Regions from separate parts of the Triticum aestivum genome. Here region 2 is linked to region 1. Evidence: chromatin contacts called from public Hi-C data. All regions are on one chromosome and are shown on one strand. The core of a region is the stretch at or near the end of the contact, and the rest is flanking DNA. Distances in the headings are between cores, read along the strand shown.

Evidence for each region. A called contact is a pair of places that touch in the nucleus more often than the background predicts.
Region 2: a contact with region 1 is called in a Hi-C map of leaf, with 4 times the contacts expected there. The contact joins the promoter of LOC123164636 here to the promoter of LOC123165063 in region 1. A contact is called at or near these places in 5 of 5 Hi-C or Micro-C datasets (leaf, root and an unstated tissue) and 1 of 1 datasets of contacts at active chromatin or transcription factors (leaf).

What each region holds. Positions count from the first base shown.
Region 1 is chr7D:428,881,282-428,888,942 of IWGSC CS RefSeq v2.1, reverse strand. It overlaps LOC123165063, which reads right to left and starts at 4,549. Exons shown (of 1, transcript XM_044582690.1): 1 at 2,052-4,549. The coding sequence starts at 4,445. The coding sequence ends at 2,415. It overlaps LOC123165062, which reads right to left. Exons shown (of 4, transcript XM_044582688.1): 3 at 7,299-7,424; 4 at 4,899-6,932. The coding sequence ends at 5,241. It overlaps LOC123165065, which reads right to left and starts at 1,836. Exons shown (of 5, transcript XM_044582691.1): 1 at 694-1,836.
Region 2 is chr7D:429,031,638-429,039,298 of IWGSC CS RefSeq v2.1, reverse strand. It overlaps LOC123164636 (BTB/POZ domain-containing protein POB1), which reads right to left and starts at 3,114. Exons shown (of 6, transcript XM_044582175.1): 1 at 2,430-3,114; 2 at 945-1,073; 3 at 34-149. The coding sequence starts at 2,676. LOC123164637 (BTB/POZ domain-containing protein POB1) reads right to left here. Exons shown (of 6, transcript XM_044582179.1): 5 at 7,188-7,467; 6 at 6,070-7,105. The coding sequence ends at 6,295.

The DNA of each region.
Region 1 (7,661 bases), core at 3,300-5,799:
CCGGCGGGAACTCCGACACGGCCCGTATGACCGGCCACATGCTGCCTCGCTCGCCGCCAACGAGTCCAAACCAGCGCCGCGTCGATCGCCTCCGAGAGTTCGACGTGGGAGAAGAAAAAGGCAGGGTTTTGGGGTGGCTTTGGTAGGTCGTTTTACGAATCTGTCATAATATGGGGTTGGTCTTGCAAAATTTACATCGTCACGCTCAACCTAGGACGTCCTCTGGTAATATTACGCATTGTAGGGGGTTTACTGCACAAATGTGCACGCGGGCGTGTGGGCAGGGCGGACGTGGCACGCCACGTGGCTCGTGCGGATCACATTTGTAGTCATTTGTTACAACAAACGAGTTATTGTATGACTTTTCTGGAGTTTTCAAGATTGTGTATGAATCTGTTAAATTGGTGCAAGTTGTTGTATCGCGGGCGTAATTAACTCTATTCATTTTCTAAAATAAAAAAAATCGAGAAGCCTATTATTAATAGGAATTAATGGTCAGGATACTCAGTGCATAATATTACGGAATATATTGAGAGACTCACATAAGAAAACTTGCACGAAATAAATAATGGGTGTGCCTATCAAGGCAACAGAAATACTATTCTTTTCCTTGTTCAACATTCAAACAAAAGAATAAAAGAAGCATAGTAATGGACACCCTATGAGATCATCTCCAAACGTGGAGGCACTCACCCTTGGTACCGACCTTTGTAGCGGCTATGCTTATATCCAAAGCACACTGAGCTAAAATAGGAGGGGAAGGCATGAGAAAATGTAAGCACATCTGCACAACAAAAGGAAACAATATGTCAGGAACATACACACAGATAGATGGTATGCAGAAGAACAACCAAAAAACCTGAAGGGCTGCGACATATTGTGTGTAAGGCAGAAGAACAACTGAAAATCCTGATGGCATGGTATAAAAACATGATGAAACAAAACTCAATTTGGTAAACCAATATGTTTTTAAGAAAAACAACCTGTAAAGCAACTCACACCCATATCAATGTCAAACAGATAGCAACACCGTTTCTTAAAAGTCTATGGTACTATTCGTATTTACAATATATATGCTCAGATATATAGTAACAAAACTGAATAATTTAAGTACTTGGACAGAGACAGGTTGGAGCAGAGTGTCATCGACGGTGAAGTGAGAAGCTGCAGCAGAGGGCTTCATAGCGAGGCAACAGACTCAAGCAGAACAGGGAAGCGAACATGCATCTACACAATAAAATTTTAAGCATGGATCTGCAACTAAAGATTGCCCAGATGGAAGAACGATAATTTGGGCAAATGATTGAGCTACACATGAGACTAAGATGATCTAACGAGTGTAAATAAAAAATTCTTGCATGAACAAAATTGTACATATAGACAGTCCAGCTTCCACACATGAACAAAAATCTACAGATAGACACAGCCCAGCATGAGCAAAAATCTACAGAGACAAGCATGAGCAAAAATCTACAGAGACAAGCATGAGCAAAAATCTACAGAGACAAACGATAGCAAAATCAGATCAATTCTTTCATGTGACCATCCATCCAACCTGAAATCCACAACAATATGTGGTTGTACACCTGGAATTTGATATGTGTTTCCGCTGGAGCAATTCCTACAAAATTAAAGAACACCACACCAAAACAAATGTAAATTCAGATCTGCCTCTCCTTGAACACCAAACCAAAGCACCAGGGTTTGCTGTTCCACTCCCAAACACCCAAATCCAGAGAGAGATGGACCTGCAGGTCAAGCAGAGGCATGGATGATAGGCACGCTGCCGGGTGGTGAGGCCGCTCATGGGACCATAGTAGAGGTGAATGGTTTTATACATTTTGAGTATCACCCAAATGTTTCTGGTTGGGATTGACGTTGTACACGAAGATGCAAGCAAGCTGTATAGCAAAGATAAAAATATGAAGAGACTGCATGTTGACCTACTCATGATGTAAGATTTACTCCCCCAGTGTCAAAAAACGTCTTATATTATGGAAAGGAGGGAGTACGTTTCAACCATTGCTATGGCAACACAGCACATCAACACCTGAGCAACACAACAAATACTGCAGACCAGCTACAACACAGGTACAATTTAATAAAGAAACATAGTGCTTAGAAATGTTGATTTGAATTTTGAACCTTGTCAGCAAGTGGTCCAGATATGATGAACCAATTACACAACCAATGCCCATCTTTATTGCTAAGAACACACCCAACTATTTTTAGAGAACGACATGCAATGCTAGAATGGTTATTTACCACCTTCTGTGACTACAGTAAACTTCAAGCACTTTGGACATCTATAAGGTTCATCATCATATCGAATTCAGGGCATTTCACCATTCTTCAATACCAAGTATCCATCTTCATTTGATATGCAGAACTCAGTCACAGCCTGATGGCTGAATTCAGGGCATTTCACCATTCTTTAATACCAAGTGTCCATCTTCATTTGAGATGCAGATCTCAGACACGGCCTGATGGTACTCTTTCTCACTAATTTTTCTCTTTAAGATACTCAGAGCACAATCAAGGATTTCCTGCTTCTTTAATGTTCCATTGGGAACTCTATCACGGAAGAGCTTAATGAGACAATTTCGCACACTAGCCTTCTCCTCGGACTTTTGAACATATAAATCATGGACAGGAACAGCAACAAGACGTATTGAAGCATCAAGCTCTTTACGAGAAAGTGAAACACAAGTTTGTGCAGCATTTGACAGAGCTTGGAATCTTGCTCCATCTTTCCTGTCAGAGGCATATTTTACTGCCAAGTGCCTCAAGTCTCTAACAACTGCCGGAAAGCTGCGAACTTTATTGGCAGTGAAGACACTATCCAAGACAGAGCGCACATGGTTTTCACTTCCTTGAACGAGGCCATCCTTGGTCTTACCCATTACTGGATCAGGCCCTTTCACAGGAATGTTAGATTTGGTTGAGTTCTTGGTTTTCCTTTGTTCAGTAGCGCTGCATTTCTCTAGGGGGTCAGGCATGGTTGCAGCACGGACCGACCAAGCATTTTCTTGCTCCTTGACTATATGGGAATAATGTTTTATGAAGGATGAATCTGCTGCTACTATAAACTTGTAGTCTTGAAGCTTCTCCCTTCTTTTACCCAGCGGATTCAATATCATGTTCCTTGTTCGCTCATCTCTGATCAGTCTCTCCACATACTTCACAGGTATGGATTCCATTTTTGTAAACTCAAGCATAATTTGATCCCTTTTGGAAGCGAGTCCATCATCATACAACAAAGAACTTCTGCAGACCCATAAACCACGCACCAAATCAGCATACCCTGGAAGAGTTTCCAGAAGGTCTTCCTCCGAACAGTCTGGAGCAAGATGCATTAGAGCAACAAATCGAGTCACTTGTGACACCTCAGTAAACCATTTCTTCAGGCGCTCTTCCAGTGGCAGTGAAAGCATCTCCCGGATCACCTGGCTTCTGTTAATATTCTTGCTGCCTGTCGGCCCTCCAGGACACAATGACAATGCGTAATCCTGTGTGCTCATTGTGAAATCTATAGGCCTGCCTTCGCTCGCTACCATCTCAGCATAGTACTTGCTTGCAACATCACTCCCAGCTGGTTCGTAAGTGAGAGAAATCCATGGCTCAGGTTCTTTAGGCAAGTCCTTGGAACCATCTGAGCGCTCATTTCCCTTAGCTGGTGGAACAGCCTGGCCACCAGCACGACCACCATTTGTTTCCACCTGTTGCAAAGGCTGCCTAGTACGCGAAGCACCAGAAATCAGATGCGGCATTGACGGCCGTAGCTGCATCACCGCATCAAGATGATTCAGATGAACCATGTTGCCTCGGAGAACCCCAACGGCATAGTCAGACACATCGGCCGCCTCCGATGATGACAGCGTCTGCGTCGTCAGCCTCAGAGACCCAGAAACCTCCGGGTCGTAATTGTCGCTCTGCGTATCGACCTCCAAGTCCACCTCAACCTTTGAGCTCCCTGGCTTCACGCGCACCTCCTTGCACACCTCACCGAGCTCGTACGGACGCCAGCATGGCCTCAGCGGATACTGCATGATGTACAGCTTGCTGTCCTTGTCGAAGGGCTTGGGCGTGAAGTAGACGTCGATCTCCCGCACCACAAAGTCCTCGTCCTCGACATCCATGTCATCCGCGCCCTCGCCGGCGCCCACCCTGTCCGTGTCGGTCTCCATCGCATCCACGCCGCCCTCCGGCAGCGTGGCCGCCGCCGCCACAGCGTGGGGGTCACCCTCCTCCGGTTTTGGCTCCGGCTCTGGTTTGTCCTTGGGCTTGGGCGCCGGCTTGGCCTTCGGCTTCGGCTTGGGCTTGGGCTTGGGCTTGCCCTTGACGTTGGGTTGGAAGCGGACGGAGGGGGCGGCGGCGGCGGCGGAAGAGGCCGGGGCGTCGAGGGAGGCGAGGTCGGCCATGTCGATGTCGCCGTCGGTCGCCATGGCCCGCCGCTGGCGGCGAGCTGCTAGGGTTCCGCCGCCGAGGGGATTTGGGTTTTCTGTTTCTCAGGAAAGAGGTGTGCGGCAACTCGGGGCAGACGAGCGACAGACGCTGCTTATTATCCCGTGCGTTGCTTTGGGCTTGGGCCTGCGGATGCAGAAATGGCAGGCCTGTATGACAACGCTAAACAACTCCCTTTTTTTTGCGGGGAACCTTTGCGAGGTTGCCTCAAAAAAAGAAAAAGAAAAACACACAATTTGGGCTGGTGTACTGCTGCATCCAGCCAACCACGCGGCTCTTTGGTTTGGTCACGTAGCACGAACGTGAACGTCCATCGATCTTGACCACATGCTTTCATTCATGGGTATTATATAATCAGACGATCGTTGCAAGACCGCGCTGAAAATTCAAGCAGACGGGGACAATAGTACAGCTCTCAAGCTTTCTTCGAGCCATCTTCAGGGGTTTCAAGCTTTCTTCTCAAGCACAGGGGTTCAAGTTCCTACTTCTACATCGGCACATATAATACTACTATACAAACATTACAACGACAGGTGATTACCGAAAGTCCATCTCTACGTACATTCAATCATTCAATCATAGCCGGACGAGACTCAAGGATGCAAATCTACTCAAGGGGGTCTCTCCTCCCCCATGCAGCTACAATTCCGCATATCCCGCCCGCGACCCGACACCGCCGCGCATGAAATTCTGAACACATCTAGTCAGATGTCTTATCTTACAATGTAACCCCATTAAACCACAGCATGGAAGCTTAGCCCAAGGGTGCCAGCCAGTCATTTCCTTCTTGTGCTGATCAGGGGATAGCCCGACGCCCTAATCCGGGCATGCTGCCCCTCTAACCTCGCTTGCAGTAGCTTCGCCTTGAGCGTATTGTCTTTTGACCCGAGAGACCGCGCCGGCGAGGCCTCGGAGATTTCATGGTCCAACGACGACCGATGATGATTCTTCAGCTGCCGCGATGGACTGCGCAGGTTGTGCGGATCGCCTGTGGTAGCACATTCAGATATCTGGTAGTCTAACGACGCACGTTGATTCTTCAGCTGCCAGGATGGGCTGCGCAGACCGCGTACATCACCTGCAGTAGCACATTCAGATATTTGGTAGTCCAACGACGCGCGTTGATGATTCTTCAGCTGCCGGGCTGGACTGTGCAGATTGTGCAGTAGATCGCTTGAAGCAGCACATTCACGAAACTGATACGTCCGGGGATGATGATCGTGCGGTTTTCGCTCTAGAAATGCATGCTGAGGAGCCTCTGATTTGATCTTCAGCAAGTCATCGTGCAACCGTCGAGAGACTTGGGTCATGACTGTTTCATTCTGCTCATCTATAGGATCGATCTTGTCACAGTTGCGAGAGCTGATTTCTGGTGTCGAAGTATGCAGCTGTGCTTTGCTGCTGCTTGGCTTCACCTTGCCTTTTTCTGAACGAGGCCTTGCGGTTGAGATCCTTGAGCCCTCAACAGACACACCATCGGAAAACTCCAGTCTTCTCATTGGTGAATACATGCAGTCCGCGACTGTTCGTCGAGTTCCTGCAAGGTCATGAGTCTGCACAGCATCTCCATGCATGTTCAACTCAAAGCAATGCAAGTCGCTAGCAACAGAATTTTCATCGTCTTCAGCTAACCGAGGAGCACTAGTGGCTCCATTTAAGTGCAGAGATTCAAGGGACTGTCGACACAAGCTTGCGTCTCCCTTTTCGTTACCAGTATGTTTGTTAGCACCATAGAAGTTGCTTGATCTTCTACCATGAAGGAAACTCCGTATTTCACCGCTCAACCTCTCCGTTATTGAGGTTTTCCCTTCTGAATCTCCCCTGGCATCAGCATTTTGCATCTGTATTCGCTCGTCGAGCCATGCTTCTGAAATATGGACCACCAGCTTATCAGTCTTGTGTTCATACTCCTTTACATGCCTTTGCTTCAACACCCTCACTTCCTCTTCGTAGTTTCTGATTCCTAACGCAAACTCGTCGCAAAGATCTTCCAACAGGTGAGTTGCTTTCTGCTCTTTCTCCAGGTCTTTTACAGCCTTGAGAAATGCCGGTTTCATTGCAGACAACTCTTTCCCTAGCTTCCTGTGGAGATTCTCAGAATGTTTCCTCAGATGTCTCTCAGCTTCAAGCTCCTCTTGCAGCGAACAAAGGGTTGCTCTAAGCTTCTCTTGTTCCTTGTTTTTCCGAGCCATTTTGTCTTCACTGACTTGCCTGGCCAGAGACTCGATTTCATAGTGATATCGCTGCCTCTCTTGCGTAAGCTCTTGAACACATGCCTGTGTATTCTGCAACTCTGATTTCAACCCCTTAACTGCTGACACGTCAACCGCATGCTGCTCTTCCAAGCTCCAAATACGATTCAGAACTTTCAATAGCTCTGTTGATGTTTTAAGATTGCAACCTGCATCCCTGTATCTATCCCTGAAATTCAATGACCGAGTAGGACTGACGAGGTTTATGGTAGCAGCCTGTTTAATGAATGGACAGACAAATACAATTGTGAAAAACATGTTTCTTTCAATGTTTATAGCTGCAAAATACTAAAACCAATAACATAACATGGCCTCATTGGCGACAGAGAAAAACAAGCATATGATTATAAATAGATTCCTAAAAAATGGCACTACCAGTAGCATGCATGATCACAGAGAAAAGGCTGATGCAGACTACAGAAATAATATTGGCATTCCAGTCTTGAGATAATAACGCATAATAAGCAACAAACATAACAGTATGTACAGATTCAAATGCTAAATTTGATTCCATAATGATACAAAAACTAAAACACCAAAATTACCAAGAGATGAGTAAAGGGAGGGAAAGTGTGTGCATACCCCAATTGAGCTAGTGTAGCTTGCAGGAGAAAGAGACTGCCTTGAATGGCATCGATCTTCATGTAACTTTTCATGTTCCATCAATGGTGCTGAAAGATCCCTACCACAGCCACCTGAAATATGTGGCTGAAATGCGACAGAAAAAGTAAGTTATGGAATTCAGAACTCGTGGCTTTGTAAAATAACAAAGCACTAAGCTGTGAAGCTTACAGCAGAAAACATGACTCTTCATTGGAATTACATTAAGAGAGTTCAAAATGCATGGCTTTTCGAACAAAAGAAGAACTTAAGCTTTGGCACCTCCAAGATAAAGCATTGTTCCCTTCAACTAAAACAAGTTCAGGAGGCATCATTCAAAAATTG
Region 2 (7,661 bases), core at 1,865-4,364, 150 kb before region 1:
AATGAACTCATTTTACACACAAATTAGATCCACCTTGTAAAAGAAGGGACTTTTTGCAGCTAGAATCGCAGAGCTGATATATATAGACTTCACTCTCAAAACCTGATTACATTCCATATTCCAGGATGAGTCACTGTCTCCATCCTCACCTGATACAAACAGCAAGGTCCAATGAAGCAGAGAACAAACGGCCACATAGGCATGTAGTATAAAGGAACAAATGGTGCACAGGATTCACATCTTTTATATAGACAAGGATATGATGCTTTGGAGCACAATCAAATGGGGAGCATAGTGACAGTGTATCGAATCATATGACTTATCAGTAACAACATGGTGCACAAACTTCAGAGATCTGGTAGCTTCAAAAGTTAAAGTACATTTGTCCACATGTATAACAATTGTACACAAGTTTACTTACAGTTATGTCAGAATTATATCCAACAGAAGTATAATCCATCCAACATAACCCAATTGTTCCAAAATTAGGTGGGGCAGAAAGAATCAAGTAATCAAGCTCGTATAAATCTCAACCAATCAATAGTAAAGTGAGGAATTTAAAATGATTACCACATGTCTAATATTATCAACGCAATGGCTGGCAGAAAGGCTTCACCGGTACCAGCATGTCTCCACAGTTTCAATACAAAGGAATGAGTTACTCGCTCTGATACATTGTGCCATCAACTAACTCTAAAATCACATATGATCAGTACCAATGATTGCTACGCATAACAGTTCTCCAAAAAATAATTTTAATTATCTGGCATAGGTGCACAGAATTCTGTGTTTATGTGTTAAATTTTCTGAACCTGACTGCCATATACTACCTCTGTACCAAAATATAAGACATTTTTGTAGGCTAAACTAGCCTAATAAACGTCTTATATTTTGATACGGTGGGAGTACTTCGGAGTAATTAAAAGATATTCAATTGCACTAACCATCTTGTCCAATATCAGGTGGAGATTCTTCTATCATAGCTACAGGCTCCTCGTTGGTTTCCTCATAGGTATCACGTTCATCTGCTTCAATTTTGATGTTTGCTGGTTCTGACATATACTTTCCACATTCTGGGGGCATGAGATGATAGCAGGAGGTCATTGAAAATGGAAGTTATTGCACTCTAGAATAAGAACATGATTAAGAAAGTGTGAATAGTATAAGTGCATTGGCATCAGATCGTCATGACAGAAACATATTCTGATAAAGCAAAGCAAGAGTACAATAGTTTCAGATGACAATGACAGAAAAAGATCCAAGCAATAAAGCATAAATCCTAATAACAATATGAGGCCCATGAACAAGCATTAACGATGAATGCCTAGAGTGCACATTCAGAGCGAAGTTGGATGCAAGCAAAATATATTGGGTACTCCGAACTTTTCATGGGACGCTAATAGGATGTCAAATACTTCCTATGTCCGTGTTTATTAGGCCAGAGAACCAGTGAGCCGCATCCGGTCTTAATTAAGTGCAGATTTCGCAGGTTCCGTTGCTCGTTCCGTCCACTGATTGAGGGAGATAAATCTCCAGCCGCTACATGTGCGAGGTAGGCGAAACGGTTTCGCTAATTAATGCCGCTAGCCCATGTGTTCTAACAGGGCCAATTCAAAACTGGGCAACTACACGCGTTGTGCCTTGGTCCCAGCACTTCGCCCTGGTGGCCTAATAAACACAGACTGGGAGTAAGTAGTTAAGAGTAAGAACTTCTAACTTCATTACTGCTCCATCCTCCCCTTAATATACCCACTTTCATGCTTACTTTTCTCAAATATAGAAACTTAGAAGCATTATGTAACACCTAAAACCCTTGTTAGCCCATTACAACGAATGCATGCTCAGCTAAACGAGACATTGGACAACATCTGGCCGTACTATTAATCAGGCAATAACCAAACTAACTTCTGTCTATAGCTTATAACTTTATATACAACTTATTGCATCTACTGGGCTTGAGGTTGGTTCGGTTACGGTGCACAATGCTCTTTGCAAATTCAGGATCATACTAGGAGCAATGTCACAGAGTTTTCTTCTGCGGAATTAAGAGTTGAATAAGATCTTGCAAATAGAGTCCAGGATAAATCCCCTAAAATTCCACCCACCAATGTCATCTCCTGAACACGACGTTGCTAAGAAGATCATATTGTGGCTAAATTCCGTGTGGCAACAACTGAGAAATTCAAATCAAGGCAAACAACTAGGAAATCATAACTTCACTTCAATCAAAAGGAAAAGCTGCCTCACCATCTTTCTCCCACCTTATACCAAACGTAAGGCTTTTGATACCTAAATCCCCAACAGGCAATCAAAACAAATCAGCGGGAAAAGCAAGTAGTACTACCTCCATTTCCCAACTCCCCACCCACCCGCTGTCAAATCAGTACGAATACAAATTCAAACCCACCCACGCCCAAATCGCCCCGTACCGAAATGATGACGAGACGTAGACCAACCTTCCCCACCTTTCTCGAGGCGGAGGTCCTCCCTGCGGCGCTTGCGGTGGCGCGCCCAGTCGGCGATGGAGGAGCAGCCCTCGCCGGCGGCGCCCTTGGCCCCCGGCGCGTCGTCCCCGGCGACGATCTCGATCCGCAGGACCCGGTCGGAGAAGTTGACCGAGTTGAAGGCGAACTCGAAGCTCGGGCCGCCGCTCGCCCGCGAGAAGTCCGGGTCCATCCCGGCCACCACCGCCCCCTTCCTCCAATACCAATCCGGCCACGCCCGCCGCCTCACCTCCGCCGCTGCGCGCAGGCCGCAGAAGACATCATCACCGCCGTCGGAGCCGGAACCCTAGCCCGAGAGAAGGTTCCAGAAGGTCGCGGAAGCGGGGGCGTGGGGACAAGAGTGAGACGGAGAAGAGAGAGGCGTGGCTGTGGTGTGATGGGGAGGAAACCAGAGGGTGGTAAGCGTGAAACGGGTGCGGCGATTTGGGTGCAGAGACCGGCAGGCCGCTTAACTAGGAGGCGTGCGCCGTGGGTCCCGGCTGTCCGCGGGCCACGTTTCCCACACGTGGGGCCGGCGCGTCAGCGGAGGGTGAGGGTCTGGTCGGCGTCGGCGTCGCGATTCTGTGCCTTGCTTCGCTCGCGACGTGACCTGTGTTGCGTCTCTCCTTTCCTTTTAGACTACTAGTAGAGTGAGTAGAGTTGGGCTGGTTGCGGTTAGGAAGGGGGGACGCAGGCGGCAGGTCGACGGAGAGGACGTCAAAGCTTGCGGTTCGGAGGGGGTGGGTTTTGGTGTCACGGGTTTTTCCCCTTGTGGAGTAATCATCATCATTTTCTCATGGAGTACTTTCCTGTCCATGAACATGCATGGAGCATGATTTGGGCAACTGGGATTACTCTGATTGCAGAATGAGAGCATCGTATTGGATTTCGAACTGTTAGAGTAACTCGGTTTCCAGGGTATATTTTATGCCCTATTTTATGTTGCAACCTAAGAAAGCCTTAGGGCATCTCCAATGCAGTGACCCAAACAACACGAATTTTATTCGCTTTTTATTCTTTTAGGTCAACAAAATAGACAGCGGACATAGACGGACATGCGGACACAGCCCAACGGAGCTAACGCATTTTGGGACGGACATGCTCTTACCCAACTATCGCTCGGGGAGGAGGACGTCAAAGAGGTGTATACCCGATGCGGAGGGCACGCCGCCGCGCCTGATGTGGATGATGTTCTCCGCCACGGAGACGACATGGACAGCACCACCGAGCCTGCCGGCGATGCGGTTGTCGGGGCCACCGCGACGGCGGTCTCGAGGCCGGTCGGAGTGAGCGCCATCATGCTTCGTGCCTCCTCTGTCTCCCATCGGCGTGGTGGAGATATTTGTGCGGTTCATGGGTGGATGTGTGGACCGGGAGGGGAAAAATGAGGGAAGAGATTGAAAAAAAGACGGTGGGTGGTGGGCCAGGCCGGACAAAGAGGACACAGATGGACAACGCACGTTGTCCGCTTCGGATCCAAATTTGACCCAATTTTTGGGACAGAAATGAGTCCGAGACACACAAAGTGGACATAAAAACATAATGGCTCTCTGCATTGGGCTGCATTTTTTGTCTCTGTAGATCCAAATGGACGCCGGCGGATGAAATGGAGCCTTGCGTTGGAGTTGGCCTTAGAGCATCTACAACCATACATAGCTAATTTGAGTTGCCAAACGGGTCAGGCACGTTCGCAAACGGTGACCGGTCATACCCCATATTTCACCCCCAACGATCATAGTAGCCACTTCACGATTTGCATCTTCATACAAAAGCATGTACCGACATGATCTACGTACCAAGTACACTCCCACAACTACAATACTCGTCCCCCTCACTGGAGATGTTGATGAAGTTTGTGCCGAAGCCGCTGACCTAATGGTCATGGGCGGCTGGCGCACCTCCGGCTCCGCCTCCTCTTGCTCCTCGTCGGCCAAGATCTCGTTGAGCTCCACGTCTGCCTAGTGAGGAAGCGACGGTTGGCCTCCACCTCCGCCTCCGACTGGATGGAGTCGAGGATGGTTTGTTGCTCCATTGCGTCCTCTGCTTGGGCCACCTCGAACTCCGCCAGCGCGTTGGCAATGGTGAAGCCCGCAGACTGCCTCCTCCGCCTCCGGGTCCTCCAGGGTCTCCTCCTCCTCTGGCTCCGGCTCGGATGAATCCGGAGGCAGGCTGACTACGATCCGAGCTTCGTGCCTAGCCCGGTTCTCCTCCAACAGCTGCAAGCGTTGCTCCGGGGTGAGTATGGCGTAGATGGTGATCCTACTACGGGCCATGGCTAGCGGCTAACGATGACCGGATTGAAGGTGGCGGCGTGAAAGGAGGAGAGGGTAGAAATGCAGACAGGCTAGGGTTGGGTTGCCGTCGTCCAGCTTAAATAACCGTGCTTGGTCCTCAGGCGGCACGTCGTGCGACGCCACGCAGCACCATGAATGCATTCTCACTAAAAAATGAAGGAGGCGCCCTTCGGACTGATGGTTTCTATGAGTGTTCATGTGGGCCCTTGTGGTCAGTCCTACATGGTGGGCGTATCCGGGTGTCCCCACATCCGCCCCACATATGCACCGGTTATGAGAAGTGCCAGTCAACCAGGGTGTTTGAGCCAGATTTGCCAAATCTGGTTGGGCGGCTGTTTTCTGTGCGGTCGGGCAGGTCAGGCGTTTGACAGATACGAGGGCTCATGTAGATGCTATGAAGCCTTGTTTTTGGTGGGCTGGTTTTCGACGTGTGCAACCCCATGGATCCCATGCAAACCCTCACCCCCTGTAAACTCAACACGCCCTCTTCCCCTCGTGTATTCTCTACCCAAGCACAACTCTAATGCAAATTATAAGGGGTTGAGGGGATTAGGTGAAGGGAAAGGGTTCCACCAGATCCCTTCCCATCCCCGGCCCTCTTGCGTTGCGTTTGTAATTGTCGCGGTGGCTAATCTATTGATTAGCTTGGTGTGAAGTTGTACTACACTTGTTATTCGCATCAAGTTCTTAGTTTCCTGTACTTGATTTTCGCCTTTTATGAAAATATGGTATGCTTAGACTTACTCGAAAAAAAATTAGGTGAGAATCCTCCGGCGATTCTAAAAAAATGTGGCAATCAATCAACAGCCGTATTGCCAAATGACCAAACTTTTGCCAACATCGCCCAGCCGCAAACTAAACAAACAGAGCCTATAGCTATACCTGGCAGTTTCTAAAAGAAAATACAGTAAGGCCCTGCTTGGATCGTTGGTTGCCTCCCAAATACTCTTTCCGCCTCATAATATAAGAACGTTTTTGACACTGGCGTCAAAAAAGCTCTCATATAATGGGACGGGACGGAGGGAGTACCTCCGTAATCGATAGACCTCCAGCCATCGTTTCTATTCCAAACGGAAAACACACTACAGCCGGTAATTTACACCTGTAAATTAAATCCAGCTGTATAAACTTACACCGAATCCAAGCGGGGCCTAAGATGCAAAATCCATCGTTCGAAGTAACCTTTTTCTTTTCTATAGAACTGACTTGCTTATTGCCATCATTTAGCAAACGCTCTTTGTACCTTGACTACATTCTAGTACATGACACTATCCAAGCATGTCGTATGTCCCTGAAAGGATTACCATCAAAATGAGTAGAAATTTCAACAAACTGCAAATTTAACTCATGTAGCGCTACACATTAAGAAAAAACTTATGTGGCGCAACTACACCTTCACAGTTCATAAGATGTTACTTTTCAGTTTTCACAGTTCACAGATTTTGCTTCTCATTTCAAAAGTGTCTATTTTGGTGCTCAGGAAAAACATGTTTGAACCACACAAGATTTTCCACTATCTATGATTGCTTTATGGTCAGTTCTGCTCTCAGATGTAGAACTCCATCGATGAAGAAGAGGCTGTCATCAGCCATAAACGACGGCCAGGGAATTGCAAAGAGATTCCGGTAGCCAACTGCCTTTCCACCAGTGAAGGTGTAGTAACCCTTGTACTTGCTGACAAAATCGCCCGATGGCCTTGTCCTTGCAGCAAACTCATAGTCCACGGTGACACTCGTTGAGCCTTTCTCTTGCATCCCTAAGAAGAGACCAAAGCAGTGGAAAGCACTTTGCTGATCCATGTTGCAATGTGCTGACAGGAAGAATCCCTGTCCAGCAAGATGGAATGCTTGCGAGTAAATCCGCCCGGATGGGAAAAGTCGGCTACACTCCTCACGCTTCAGATCCAAGTATGCTATGCACTGAGGATATGGTTGATCAAATTCCACCACCTTAAGCGGGCGATACTTGTAAGCTCGTTCAGTATATTTCCTGCAAGTCAACACATCTGCAGCAAGGGCACGCTGTCGATGTGGTGCATCAGCTTTGTACAGGAGTGCATCAGTGACACTTTTCGATGCTTGCTCATGATCCAGATCACTGCACGCAAGGACCTTCCGCAACTTCCTGCAGGTCATATGAGAGAACCGAACGAGCGGCAGCAAGCGAGTACCCAAGATTTCACGTCTTTCTTCCGTTCTTGGGTACTGAGCACGAACCCACTTGATCACAAAGTCATAGACTGCATCCTCTGATGCCACCTGAAGGTCATTACTACATAGGATGGCTTCAATCCCAGCAAGGGGAATGTTCATCACTTCATCCTGAAACCTGGAAAGAGGAAGCATTCCTTTAGTTCAACAATGTTACTTTCAATAATTTAGTTGGCTCTTTAAATAAAGAGACTACCCACTTGGTCAGATCCTTGTATTTGTTAGCGAGGAATTCCTTGGCAGCATCAGTCAGTGGCTGAACTGCTGCAGCCATTGAAATGCTGGAAGGCAGATCTAGATAGAGAAGTGCAGATTCTGTGGTCATAGGTAAGCTCCTTAGCAATTGACTGCAGTGTCTCATGCAAGAAACAACTTCAAATTTATCAGAAATCATCAAGATATCAAGCAGAAGGGTTGGCTCATTTGTCGTCAACTTTCCACTGTAAATAAAGCTTAAAAGCTCCATAAGGGCACTTTCCTCTGTTCCAAGTAGAAATACAACAATCAGACATAAGGTAACTGTTAACTAAAAGGCAATAAAAAAAACTGAGACTGTTTGTTAATATAGATTTGAAAAGCTTTTGAGTAAGGTACAATATCCTTATTCCAGGGAGATGAAAGATGAAAGATGCAAAATGGTAGGGTATAGACAATCAACTTGATAGCTCAACTGA